2 separate regions of the Danio rerio genome follow, and region 1 is linked to region 2. A link is a contact called in public Micro-C data. All regions are on one chromosome and are shown on one strand. Each heading gives the region's core, a stretch centred on a gene start, on an enhancer-like site or on the middle of the called end of the contact. The rest is flanking DNA. Distances are from core to core; before and after follow the strand shown.

Region 1 (7,709 bases), core at 2,998-5,497, 40 kb before region 2:
GACTTAAAAATATTAATGTATATCAACAATATGTTGAATAAAGGAGCTGTGGTGAAGCTTACTCCAGTCTTCCGGCTGCTGGGTTTGTCTCCGCTGGATGATGGAGGTGGAGGAAGAGTGGAAAGTGTTCGCATGTGCAGAACAGACACACATGGAGCCGTCCGACACCGCCATAACTGAAGAAGAAGAGGAAGAAGGTCATATATAAAATTGAAGTTAGATTTATTCACCCGGCTGCAGATTTTTTTCCTTCTTCAAGTATTTCCCAAATGATGTTGAACAGAATTTCTCTCAGTGTTTCCTCTAATGTTTGTTCTTCTGGAGAAAGTCTGATGTGTTTTATTTGTGCTAGAATAACAGCAGTGTTTAATAGTGTTAAAGTCATGTTAAGCTCAATATTATTCACCCCTTCAGCAATATTAGTGTTGGATTGTCTCCAGAACAAACCACTGTTATACAATGACTTGCCTAATTACCCTAACTTTACCCTAATTACCCTAGTGAAGCCTTTACATGTCACTGTAAGCTGAACACTAGTGTCTTGAAGAATATCTAGTCTAATATTATGTGCTGTCATCATGATGAAGAGAACATAAATCAGTTCTTGGAGAGGATTAATTAAATGTATTATGATTAGAAATGTGCTGTGCATTTATTAATGTAGTATTGTGTTTGTATATACACAGACTGAACATTTAAAATCAAGTAACTTCAATGAAAAAAATCACATTATCAAACATAAAAATAATGAGTTTTCCTCCTCATTTAGCTCAACAGATGATTATTCTGACCTGTACTGAAGTATTCAAATACATATTTGATTATATCGTAAATTAATATAAACTTCATACTGACGAATGTGTAAAAGCTATAGTGGTTTAACAAATAGTGGCAGAAAAAAATTAATTGCAATAAATATTTTGGGTATTTTGTTTTCACATTACCCCAAATATAACTTTGTCTGGCATATATCTATATTTATTAGTATTTAGTACCTTGAATAACTTCTTAGTAGGTGTAAATCCATCAATAAATGAGAAATATGCATAGCAGCCATCATTTGTTAATGATTAAACACAATTATTTATATCAATCACAAAACTGCAAGTCATATAACACTTGTATTATTATTGTTACATTAATACATTTTATGTTTCACAAACATATTTAAAAAAACAAACATAATTATTACATAAAACAACATAATTTTTTATATAAATACATAAATAATAGCGGATGTCGTCTGGAAATAAATCGCAGTAATTATTATTCTATAGCTGTGCTGTATTATTGTTATTGTAATAAGTGAATGACCTGTATAACACTTTAATTATTAAAAATAATACATTTTAATACAGTAAAGCACTAAATGTACAGTATAGCAGTCAAATATAGCACTTTTCCTACATAACATCCAACTCAAAGTGCTTTACGAGCATAAACAATTATTAAAAACAACATCATTTCTATATAAACATTATTGCTATATTATTGATAACTTCCTTTTCATTTGTGACGCAAATACATAAATAATAGCGGATGTCGTCTGGAAATAATTTGCAGTAATTAGTACTCTACATATAAACCCTTAGATGTGCTGTATAATTGTTATTATAAATATTGTAATAAGTGAATGACCTGTATAACACTGTAATTATTGTGCATTTCAGTACAGTATAGCACTAAATGTACAGTATAGCAGTCAAATATAGCACTTTTCCTACATAACATCCAACCCAAAGTGCTTCACAGGCATAAATAAATATTAAAAACAACATTATTATTAAATAAATCAACATCATTACTATATAAAGCATTATATAATGACATTAATTGCATATAATAACCCCCTTTTAGTTTTTTGACACAAATACATAAACAATGGCGGATGTCATCTGGAAATAAATCGCAGTAATTATTCCTCCATCACATATAAATCAATAAATGTGCTGCAGTATTATGATTATTATTAATATTATTACTGTAGTAAGTGAATGACCTACCGATATGTTGCTGTGTGAGCGCACTGCACATGCGCGCGCAGCTCTTCCCTCCGCACTGCGCAGACTCAAAACACCATTACATGTTTTACTGCCACACACTAACCTGAACATCTGACATCTTACACTGTTTAAACCCAAAACTGCTGCTAAACTCATGGTGCTAACAGTCAGCACATCAGCTACGCGGAAGTGACCATCTGAGCCCCGCATACAAACCACTGACCCGGCATCAGCTGTTATGATTATACAACCGCGGATATTAACGGTCACGCTGACACGAACTGATCTGAGGTCTGCTTGAGGATGATGTGAAACTGAGAGCGGAAGTGACGTAGAGATAGCTGACTTCTTCGCGTGCAGTGTATGATATTGAATGTTGTTGACATCTAGCGCCAGCATCAGTGTTGTTATATGGGAAATCCAGGTTTAACATGGCTGAAGGAGAAGTTAACATTCAGCTGAAGAGCGTTTGTCCTCATCTAGAGCTAGTGTTGGTCAGAAAACAGATTCAGCACAAGCACTAATCATCTTATGCAGATGTACCCGCTAATATTCATTCATTCATTCATTCATTCATTCATTCATTCATTCATTCATTCATTCATTCATTCGTTCATTCATTCGTTCATTCATTCATTCGTTCATTTGCTCAAAAAATAAATAATTCATTTAATATTTCATTAAGTAATTTAATAATAAATTAATTCGTTCAATACCTCATGCATTCATTCAATAATTCATTCATTTATTCATTCAATTATTCAATAATTCATTCATTCAATTATTTATTCATTCATTCATTCATTCATTCATTCATTCATTCATTCATTCATTTAATAATTCATTAACTCATTCAATAATTCATTCATTCATTCATTCAATAATTCATTCATTCATTTGTTCAGTAATTCATGGCATTAATTCATTCATTTAATAATAAATTCAGTAATTTATTTACTCAATAGTTCATGCATTCAGTCATTCAATGATTTTGTCATGTATTCATTCATTCAAAAATTCATTTATTCATTCATTTTAATAATTCATAAATTAATTAACTAATTCATTATTTCATCCAACAATTCATGCATTCATTTATTTGTGTATTCATTCATTCATTCATTCATTGAATAATTCATTAGTCCATTTGTTAATTCATTCATTTAACAATTCATTCAGTAACCCATTAATTCATTCAATAATTCATTCATTTATTTGTTCACTAATTCATGCATTCATTCATTTATTTAATAATAAATTTACTAATTCCTTCATTCAATAGTTTATGCATTCATTCATTTATTCAATACTTCATTCATTTATTCTATTATTAATAAATTCAATAATTCATGCATTAATTCATTCATTTTTGTTATTCATTAATCCATTCAATAATTCATTCATTCGTTCATCCAATTCAACTTCAATTCTTTATTCATTCATTTAATAATTCATTAATTTTTATAATTAATTAAATTCATTCATTCATTCATTTGTTGATTCGTTCATTCATTCATTCATTCTTCCAATAATTCATGAATTCATTCAACCAATAATTTATTTATTTATTCATTCCTTTAATAATTTCTTCATTTTTATTATTCATTAACTCTTTCAAAAATTAATTCATTTATTCATTCATTCATTCATTCATGCATTCAATCATTCATTCATTCATTTAATAATTTATTCATTCTTTCCTTTAATAATTCATGCATTCATTATTTCAATAATTTATTAATTCATTTATTCTTTCAATAATTCATGAATTTATTTATTAAATAATTCATTCATTCATTCATTCAATAATTTATTTATTCATTCGTTCATCCATTAATTTATTGATTTATTTATTTACTAATTCATTCAGTAATTCATTCATTTAATAGTTCATGCATTCTTTCATTCAATAATTCATTCATTCAATCGATCATTCATTCGTTCGTTCGTTTAATATTTCATGTATTTATTCATTTAATAATTGATTTAGTTATTCATTTATGTTTAATAATTCGTGCAAAAAAATAATTATATAATTCATTCATTAATTTGTTTTTTTTACTGTTTATATAACAGAATTGTTGATACTAGTGCACTGTTGTAATTATTGTTATCACTACTGTTACTATTAGTAGTATTTACTACTACTACACTACTACTAATTATAATTAACTGCTCTTTGATGCTGTTCGCGTGTCTGCCGCTAGGCGTCACTGGGGTACTCGCGTGAACATTTTGACGTCATATCTGTGCGACAACATCCATGAACACATGCACCATGCGTGTATCACCAAGGGCTGCAAAAATAATAAACACATAAACTTTTAACAATAACAGCAACATTTACAATATCGACGAGGAGTTGAAAACAGCGCGGGCTGCCATGGCTGGGAAAACGCTGCTCTTCAAGTCAAAGTAAGCGCCGTTTCCGTCTGTTGTAAGATAATTCTGGCTAGCTCAGATCAATGCTAACTCTATATTTTGACAACCGGTTTGACTTCTAATCATCTGTGTGTTAGTTATGCGGTCTCCAGCAGAATCGAGCCTTTCTATAAGGGAGGTAAAGTGCAGGTGAGATCGCCAATAATAACCATAATAATATAATATTAGCATTGCGTTAATGAATGAGTGGCGGTCATCAATCCTGCCTGCTCTTGTCTCTCCGTCAGGTCAGTGCAGACGAGCAGCACATCTTCTGCACTTATGGACCAAAGATCAACATCCTGCAGATCAGCACAGGGAAGATCATACACAGCATTGAACAGGTCAGTGTGTGTGTGTGTGTGTGTGTGTGTGTGTGTGTGTGTGTCATTAGAACAGTGTCCACACAGACTCATTCATTCATAGATCAAGTCAGTTTAACAGTGGACATGCTACACTAAACCGCTAACAGTACTGCTACTCCTTAGGGTTTCATCTTGTTTCTTGTCTAAAAACTCTTTAATCCAGAAGCATTTTCTGGACCAGGATACAATATAGACTTGTTTTCAGCAATAATGAGTCAAAATGAAGTGGGTTTGATGAGTCAAAAACAAGCAGAATAATCTGCCAATGTGGAGAATATTGATCATAATCATATTTTAAAGTGAAAACAAGATTATTCAGCTTGTTTAAGGAGAAACTCTCTTCATTTTGACTATTTTTTTTTTTTAAAACAACTCTTTATTTGTTGCTTGTCTAGAAAATGCTTCTTGATTTAGGAGTTTGTAGATATCTGGACTATAAACTCAACGACAGAAGCTAATAAACAGACGTTTTTTTGTCAGTTTACATGCATAATCATTCATTCATTCATGAACATGTATACTAATAATATGTGTTGTGCTGCCATGAGGTTAAAATTGAGTTTTAAGCTTAACTGTGGACTGAAATGTGAATATAATCATGCTCATTTAATGTATTTATTTACTTATTTTTGTGTCACGGGGGAGTGAACCAGTTATAATCAGGGCTGCACCATATTGGAGAAATCTGACATTGAGATCTTTTGATTTGCTGCAATATGAATACAGTTACACAACATATCCTATATAGCTGTATTTGGAAAGATTTCATTAACATTGGGATTATTCTGAACTGTTATTTGGAAGATAGAAGATAAATATTTTACACATTGTTCAGGTTTATATAATTGTATATAAATAAATGCGTATGAGTGTGTGTGTGTGTGTGTGTGTGTGTGTGTGTGTGGATGTTTCCCAGAGATGGGTTGCGGCTGGAAGGGCATCCGCTGCGTAAAAACTTGCTGGATAATTTGGCGGTTCATTCCGCTGTGGTGACCCCAAATTAATAAAGGGACTAAGCCGACAAAAAAATTAATGAATGAATAAAAACGGCTATATAGATCTCTCTATATATACATACATATTTATCTATATATGTATGTGTGTGTGTGTGTGTGTGTGTGTGTGTATATATATATATATATATACATGATTTTAAAATAAGTGCATGTATGAACTGCATCAAAACAAACATATTCCCATAATATTTTAGCAGTTAACCTATTTTTTTATATTTTAAATTTACAACCACAGATATTTGCCACTGCCGGGACTTAACCTAAATTGTAATAGAAGTTAAGCTATGCCAGACAGCATAAAATTATTGTTGCCATTAATTAATGCGTAAAGCAATAATAACACGTTTATTTGCCCATCATTAATATGTATATATATATATATATATGATCTGTTTTCTGTAGTTATACAAATTTGACACAGACACAAACAGTTTTACAAGGTAAAAGTGTCTTTATTCATTGTGCAAAGAACTACAAAAACACACAAACAAACTGTTCATTTAAAATCTATCAGATCTCTGCACTTCACCTGAGTTAAAGGGATAATTCACCCACAGATGAAACCTGAGGGTGTACTCACACTATGCCATCCGTACCGTGCCCAGGCCCGTTTCCCGGATCATTTGAGAAGTGTGAGTGCGCTGAATCGGGCTCAAGCACGGTTCACTTGTCCGGCCCTGGCCCGGTTGGAAGAGGTATGCCTAAGCACGGTTCACTTGGGCTTGGGCTTTGGCCCAAAACTGAAAGCGAGACGTGACTTTTAAGGGGCTGTTTCATATGGATTTATTAATCATTCTGACTGTTCAGTGAACGCAAACTGCTGTAGTTTATTAAAGACGCAAACCCCTCACTGCATGACAGCTGCACCTTCAGCAGACCTCCTCATTCCTGCAGCACGAGGGCTTTATGATTGTTTATGAGCGCCAAAAGTGGCGGATCTGTTCGGCGAAATATCTGACTGCGTGTCCCCGCATCCCTAAGGACTGTTTGGCGAAATATCTGACTGCATATCAAACCACTGACACGGTATAACTAGAGAAATCTCCACTGTGCTGCTGAGAGCGCTTCTCACTGAACAGCGCAGCAGCGATGACGTAAGGGTGCCGAAGCCCGTTTGTGGTGTGAGCGTGGGCCGTTGGGGGAGACGGGAGGGGGACAAGCGTGCTTTGGCCTGGTTTGAGGCAACTGTACATAGTGTGAGTACGGCCTGACTCACTATTTACTCCCTTTCTGTCCTAATAACCACCGTCTTACCTTCTGTTTGAACAGGAGGATCAGGAGGACATCACAGCGTTCGCTCTCAGCCCTGATGATGAGGTGAGACCATCCAGCATCAGACTAGCTGTTATTATCAGCCCATCAGCTGATCGTTCTGCGTGTCTTAAGGAGAAACTCTCTTCATTTTGACTCATTACTTCTGAACACACAATATTTTCTGCTCGTCTGGAAAATGCTTCTTCATTTAAGAGTTTTCAGATATTTAGAAGCAAGACCCACACTCTTGATGAGTGATGGCAGCGTTATGAGCAGTGTGCCGCATGGCTGAGTGTGCTCCTCTCTCCGTGCTCCTCCTCAGATGTTAGTGAGCGCCAGCAGGGCTCTGCTCCTCAGGCAGTGGGACTGGAAGCAGCAGCAGTGTCGTCGCTCCTGGAGGGCCGTTCACAGTGTGCCCGTGGCCAGCATGAGCTTCGACTGCACCTCCACACTGCTGGCTACAGGTGAAGGCTGGATTATATTCTGGAGGGTTTGTTCCTGGAGGGCCGGTGTCCTGCAGAGTTTAGCTCCAACCCTAATCAGACACACCTGAACAAGCTGATCAAGCTCTTACTAGGTGTACTAGAAACACCCAGGCAGGTGTGTTGAGGCAAGCTGGAGATAAACCCTGCAGGACACTGGAGCTCCAG
Region 2 (7,167 bases), core at 3,220-5,719:
TTCAGAAATAATGAGTCAAAAAATGAGTTTTTCCTTAAAACAAGCAGATAATGTTGTTTTATCGACCCCATTGGCAGAGTATTCTCCTTGCTTTAAGGAAAAATTCACTTACTGTTTCTCTGACTAACAGAAATGAATAAATAATGTAATATTGTTTGTTCGTGCTAGTATTAAGTAACATTAACTAAAACACAACCTTAATGTACGGTATTACTATTTAAACTACTGTTCATTTAGGTAATCACTATTAAATAAGATTAACACAAACTTACACTTTAAATAAGCACATTTTAAGGTTACATGTTTTTAGAGCCATTGTGGTGTCATTTTTATTTGAATTAGGTATGAAATCAAATAAAACCTATGATTGATAAATATGTAAAATGCCTAAAATGCAATATTTGTGGCCCTGAAGCATAAACTAGGTTTATATTTTGACAATGTATTTTTGGAAATAGCCAAAATACATTGTGTATCAGTCAAAATTATTTATTGTTTATACTCACTTATTGCTATAGTTTTTAATGTAAAAAATAAGGGAAGATCAGGTTCAAATGAAGATATTGTATATTTCTAAATGTCCTATATATCAAAATGTTCATTTCTAATAACTTTAAAGTCGATTTTCTCGATATTTAACGTTAGATTTTTTTGTGTTTTTTTTTCTTGTTAACGTCTTTTTTTAACGGTCAGATTTTCAAATAGCCGACCGTTATTAATCGCGGCAAAATATCACATCATAACAAACCAAACATCAACGGAAAGCTTATTTATTTATTAAATCTGAATATGTTTTCAGATTTGATGTAAGACTATTTTTATACATTAGAAAAAAAGAAACTTGACTGCTTTTATGATGCAGGGTGTCACATATTTATAGCAAATTTAATGATCCTTCAAATCAACATAACCGTCAGCACAAGACAATTACATGTACACATTACATTAAATGCACAAAATGTGAGCAAAATTAGTAAAGAAAGAAAGAAAGAAAGAAAGAAAGAAAGAAAGAAAGAATCAAATAAATAAATAAACAATCGTGTGTCTTACTTTGGTCATTTCTTTCTGCATCACTCCTAGAAGCTGAATATTGACGGGGTGTCTTTGCTCGTCCATCTCGGGCATTTTGCAGTGTTATAATGTGTTTATATGTTGTGTTGTTGTGCTGTTGTGCTCAGCTCTTCTTCTAATGTCCGACTGTCTTGTCTTTCTCGCTATTTATGGCATTTCCAGTCGGAGGCGGGAACAGGTGCGCGCCAATTTCACAAACCGGAAAGTCCGCCGTGATGCGACTGACATTCTCCGAAAGAGCCTGACATGTCAGGGAATTCGACTCCATTGTTTCTTTGCAAATAAGGTTGCATTATGACAGACTTTTCAACGACACCTTATAGCTTATTGTGCTTTTCTCTTTGTCTACTGAGGATGTCATCATAACTTGACTCACACTAGGCCTATATATTTCTGTATTATTGTTATTTTACACCTGTTTACACCTGTTATTTAACGAGAATCACTTTTATTACTCCGAGTTTAACCACCAGAAAGTATTAATAGACATTGAAAATGTCATGAAATAAAAATAAACCTGAATATAAAATTATTTAATTAGAAAAAGCAAATAAACGCACATTTAGTGGTAAACTATACACTATTAATGTCTAGAAATAAAGTGATAATTGGTAAGCTGTAAGAAAAGTTTTGTCAGGCAGTGTTGCTTATTAAAAATAAAACATTACACAAAACAAAATAAATACCTTATAAGGTATCAATCCCCTAAATCCCAGGTTATCAATATTATCTGTGTGTATTTTAAGGGTCAGTTCCCTCAAAAATATAAATTAAATCGCCTCAAATCCCATGTTTGTGTATTAATTGTGTATTTTAGAGGGTCAGTTCACTCAAAAATGTATATTTAATACCCTAAATACCATGTTTGTGTATCAATTGTGTGTTTTAAAGGGTCAGTTCACTCAAAAATGTAAATTAAATCACCTCAAATCCCATGTTTGTGTATTAATTGTGTATTTTAGAGGGTCAGTTCACTCAAAAATGTATATTTAATACCCCAAATCCCACGTTTGTGTATCAATTGTGTTTTAAAGGGTCGGTTCACTCAAAAATTTCAATTAAATCGCCTCAAATCCCACGTTTGTGTATTAATTGTGTATTTAAAGGCACAATTCACCCAAAAGTGTAAATTCTGTCATCATTTACTCATCCTTCCCTTGTTTCAAACCTTTATGGGGTTCTTTCTCCTGTTGAAGGCTAAGAAGACATTTTGAAGAATGTTGAAGAACCTGTAACCATTGACTTCCATTGTATTTATTTTTCCTATGGAAGTAAATGGTTACCAGTTTTTCAACATTCTTCAAAGTATCTTCTTTAGGAAAGAAGCTCAGTCAGGTAAATGCCGAGTCCATACTGAGTAAATAGTAATTGTTTGTGTGAACTGTCCCTTTAAGTGTGCATTGGTGTCAGTGTTATCATGATAACATAATAATATAATATAAACATAATATTACAAATGAGTGTATGATGTGCTGATGATCACGTACAGAGGGTCGTAAAGCCCAGACGTTCCTGGAAACAGAAGCTAAATAAAGACACATTCCTGCAGGTTATTATTGGCATGGGGAAACAGCAGTGGGCGGGGCTTCCTCTCAGGTGTGAAACGGATACACCTGTGTTTATTTTAGCACATTTCCACACTGCTGGAAAAACCACCTTTACACCTCATCAGACACATTTGTGCTGTAATATATTACAATGAGGTTTATAAGTGATGGCGTTCATTGATTCGACAACACATTTGTTCAAATTACTTTATTATTTTTACATTTAATTTATTTTGTGTGTGTTTTACTCAATTTTATTTTTTGTTATAGTGTTAAAATTTGTTTATATATATATATATATATATATATATATATATATATATATATATATATATATATATGTAATATTTAGTTTTATTTAGTATTTTTTGTGTTTTAGTAATAATATTTCATGCTAAATAATGATAAATAATTAGTTTTTGATTTTTTTTACTATCTATTTTACTGATTGGTCAGATTACTTTACTCTGATTGGTTAGATGGTTATACTCTATTCTGACTGGACAGATCGCTCTCCTCTGATTGGTCAGAAGACTGCTCCGATTGGTAAGTTAACTCTACTGTGCTTTGATTGGTCAGATAACTCTTCTCTGATTGGTCAGATTACTCTAATCTGCTTTGATTGGTCAGAAGACTCTGCTCTGATTGGTCAGAAGACTTTATCTGCTCTGATTGGTCAGATGACTCTGCTCTGATTGGTCATATAACTCTAATCTGCTCTGATTGGTCAGAAGACTCTTATTTGCTCTGATTGGTCAGAGGACTCTAATCTGCTTTGATTGGTCAGAAGACTCTGCTCTGATTGGTCAGATAACTCTAATCTGATCTGATTGGTCAGATGACTCGAATCCGCTCTGATTGGTCAGAAGACTCTAATCTGCTTTGATTGGTCAGAATACTTTATCTGCTCTGATTGGTCAGAAGACTTTATCTGCTTTGATTGGTCAGATGACTCTGCTCTGATTGGTCAGATAACTCTAATCTAATTGGTCTGAAGACTCTGCTCTGATTGGTCAGAAGACTCTGTTCTGATTGGTCAGATAACTGTAATCTGATTGGTCAGAAGACTCTGCTCTGATTGGTCAGAAGACTGTTCTGATTGGTCAGATAACTGTAATCTGATTGGTCAGAAGACTCTGCTCTGATTGGTCAGAAGACTCTGTTCTGATTGGTCAGATAACTGTAATCTGATTGGTCAGAAGACTCTGCTCTGATTGGTCAGAAGACTCTGTTCTGATTGGTCAGATAACTCTAATCTGATTGGTTTGAAGACTCTGCTCTGCCTTTGATTGGTCTGAAGACTCTGCTCTAATTGGTCAGAAGACTCTGCTCTGATTGGTCAGATAACTGTAATCTGATTGGTCAGAAGACTCTGTTCTGCATACCTTCCAACACTCACGGTTTTCACAGGAGTCTTCAGTATTTCAGACCCAAATTCCCATGTTGTTCTGTCTACCAGATCAAAACACCTCCTTCCACCCCCCCCAGCTTTTTGGTACAGTCTGGTGCATGTTCGCCCACCGAATACAGCACGCAACCTCCATCCCAGTAACCAAACCCAAAGCGCAAAACCCCCCCAGCCGCTCCCCTGCTCTTCACTTCTACTGCACTCTACTCTGATTGGCCAGACACCTCTACTGTACTCTGATTGGTTGTTGTTGTTAAATAACAATAGACTATTATGCATTGATTAATATAGACCATTTTAGATAATACACTATGCAAATCTGATACAAAGCAGCATATATGTGCAGCAAGAAATAGCGATTTCACTTTACTAGACTCACTTTGGGAGGAAATAACTATAACTCCAGCACTTTAATCTGTAATAACCCCCAGACGACACACAGCTACTGTACACACACCGCATTCAGGAGAATCATCTAACACCGTCTGGCTGAATGCGCTCTCCCATGTTAAAGCACTGGCTTCATTCATGTTTATTTATGATTATATATTGTGTAAATCTGCGAGTGTTAATCATGCTGTCAACAGTTTCACCTGATTTCCTCCTTTACAGCAGTGTTGGTAAATGTAAAGCGGCCTCTTCCTGCTGCGAGTCGTCCTTACTGTTAACCACGTGACGTCATGCAGGAACAATGATCCTCTGAGCTGCAGAGATCCTGCTGATGAACGAAAGCTGAAATGAGCCTAAAGCTGTCATAAAAGTGGAGCTTCTAGTTTGCTTCTTCATCCTTCAGATGTTTCTTGTTTGATTAATTTTTTTTATTATTATAAATAATAATGACTGTCAGTGTTATCGTGATTTACAGAAGAGAGCCGCTGAGATCAGTCAGATAATCAATGTGTCTGTCGGGGAGTTAATGCTAATCATTATTTGATGACAAATTAAAAGTCTCTTTCTTTTATTATATTGTTTAATGATTTATTTTTCCTCCATCAAATCCCAGTTGTTGTTTGATTGCATCTTTTCTGGGGAGGGTTTAGGAATTAATTTGCTTAATAATTGATGGCAAAGTGGGTAGTGCTGTAGCCTTACAGTAAGAAGGTCTCTGGTTTGAGTCCCGGCTGGGTCAGTTGGTGTTTCTGTGTGGAGTTTGCATGTTCTCCCCGTGTTGGCGTGGGTTTGCTTCAGTTTCCCCCACAGTCCAAAACACGTGCGCTATAGGGGAACTAAACTGGCCATAGTGTGTGAGTGTGAATGAGTGTGTATGGGTGTTTCCCAGTACTGGGTTGCAGCTATAAGGGCATCCGCTGTGTAAAACATATGATGGAATAGTTGGCAGTTCATTCCGTTGTGGCGCCCTCTGATGAATAAAGGGGCTAAGCCGAAAATAAAATAAATAAATAAATATTTCTTATAATTTTGTAAAAAAACAGTAAAATAATAATATAATTTATATATTTTAATATTAATATTTTAATTATAATCAATGTAATTTATAATTTGCAAAATGTTTTTAATAAGTAAAATGAGAAATAACTACACACTAACAGTATAACACAGCAATAATGCATGATGTGTTGTAATATAGTGATGATGTATTGGGCAGGTCAGAATATTAGAAGAAAAGCTGATAAACTGCGCCACCTGCTGGTTAAAGGAGCCGCTTCATTTAAATAAATATTAAACATTTATTTAAAGTCCCTTATTTATCAGGGGTCACCACAGCGGAATGAACCGCCAACTATTCCAGCATTTGATTAACCCAGCAGATGCCCTTCCAGCTGCAACCCGGCACTGGGAAACACCCATACAGACATTCAAACACACACTCACACATTCATTTCTTTTCGGCGTAGTCCCTTTATTTATCAGAGGTTGCCACAGTGGAATGAACCAGCAAATATTCCAGCATATGTCTTTCCAGCTGCAACCCAGTACTGGAAAACACCCATACATACATTCAAACACACATTCACTTTCTTTTTTGCTTAGTCCCTTTATTCATCAGGGGTCACCACAGCAGAATGAACCGCCAACTATTCAAGCATTTATTTGACACAGCGGATGCCCTTTCTAGCTGCAACCCATCACTGGGAAAAACTCATACAGACATTCAAACACACACTCATATGTTCATTTGCTTTTCGGCTTAGTTCTTTATACATCAGGGGTCGCCACAGCAGAATGAACCGCCAACTCATTAATTTTCTTTTCGGCTTAGTCCCTTTATTAATCAGGGGTCGCCACAGTGGAATGACCTTCCAACTTATCCAGCATAGGTTTTACGCAGTGGATGCCCTTCTTGCTGCAACCCATCACTGGGAAACACCCATACACACACACACACACTCATACACTACAGCCAGTGTAGTTGATCAGTTCCCCTATAGCGCATGTGTTTGGACTGAAACCGGAGCACCCGGAGGAAACCCACGCCAACACAGGGAGAACATGCAAACTCCACACAGAAACACCAACTGACCCAGCCGAGACTCAAACCAGAGACCTGAGTGCTGTGAGGCCACAGTGCGACACCACTAAGCCGCCCATCTGGTTTCGCTTTGTGCCAACAAAAAGATCATTCATAACTCTTAATGATATTACTGAAATGATGAAACACACACACACACACACACACACACGCACGCACACACACACACGTTCAATAGTCTTTATTTCTGATCTTCTGAGCCCATAGAGAGCCGTCTGTAACTGCAGAGAATGAACTGGTGTGTGTTACGCCACAAACACCCCGTTATGTACGTGTGTGTGTGTGTGTATATACTCACACACCATCCAGAAAACACACACACCGTTCTGCTTTTATAAAAGAAGAGAAACCACACATGTGATCTGCAAAACAGGGCGCTGCGGTTATTATTGTGCACTGACTTCAATGTAACCTGTGATTATTGTGATGTTGGATCATATTTGTATGTACAAAACATTTTAAAGGGTCAGTTCACACTAAAATATCAACCCTAAACATCCACAAACCCTCAAATAAAGAAGCGTTTTGTAGACGAATATTAAACATAGTGTAGATTTCAGAAATAACCAGTCAAAATGAAGAGATTGCAACTAAAACAAAGCAAAATAATCTTATTTTTGCTGATTACTTTGCTTGTTTTAATGAAAAAC

What was found. A called contact is a pair of places that touch in the nucleus more often than the background predicts.
Region 1: a contact with region 2 is called in a Micro-C map of caudal fin, with 5 times the contacts expected there. The contact joins the promoter of tbl3 here to the enhancer-like site in region 2. A contact is called at or near these places in 2 of 18 Hi-C or Micro-C datasets (caudal fin and an unstated tissue).

Annotation. Positions count from the first base shown.
Region 1 is chr3:67,181,278-67,188,986 of GRCz12tu, reverse strand. tbl3 (transducin beta like 3) reads left to right here and starts at 4,247. Exons shown (of 23, transcript NM_001007402.1): 1 at 4,247-4,418; 2 at 4,523-4,574; 3 at 4,673-4,768; 4 at 7,075-7,122; 5 at 7,382-7,523. The coding sequence starts at 4,387. sco1 (synthesis of cytochrome C oxidase 1) reads right to left here and starts at 2,313. Exons shown (of 7, transcript NM_001309798.1): 1 at 2,004-2,313; 2 at 63-176. The coding sequence starts at 2,213.
Region 2 is chr3:67,142,038-67,149,204 of GRCz12tu, reverse strand. It overlaps noxo1a (NADPH oxidase organizer 1a), which reads right to left and starts at 1,190. Exons shown (of 8, transcript NM_001077584.2): 1 at 1,051-1,190. The coding sequence starts at 1,116. Within about 2 kb of position 4,469, at least 21 of the 62 cell types and tissues checked have an H3K27ac peak or open chromatin away from gene starts, as enhancers often do. A contact at or near this core is called in caudal fin, where this site is marked.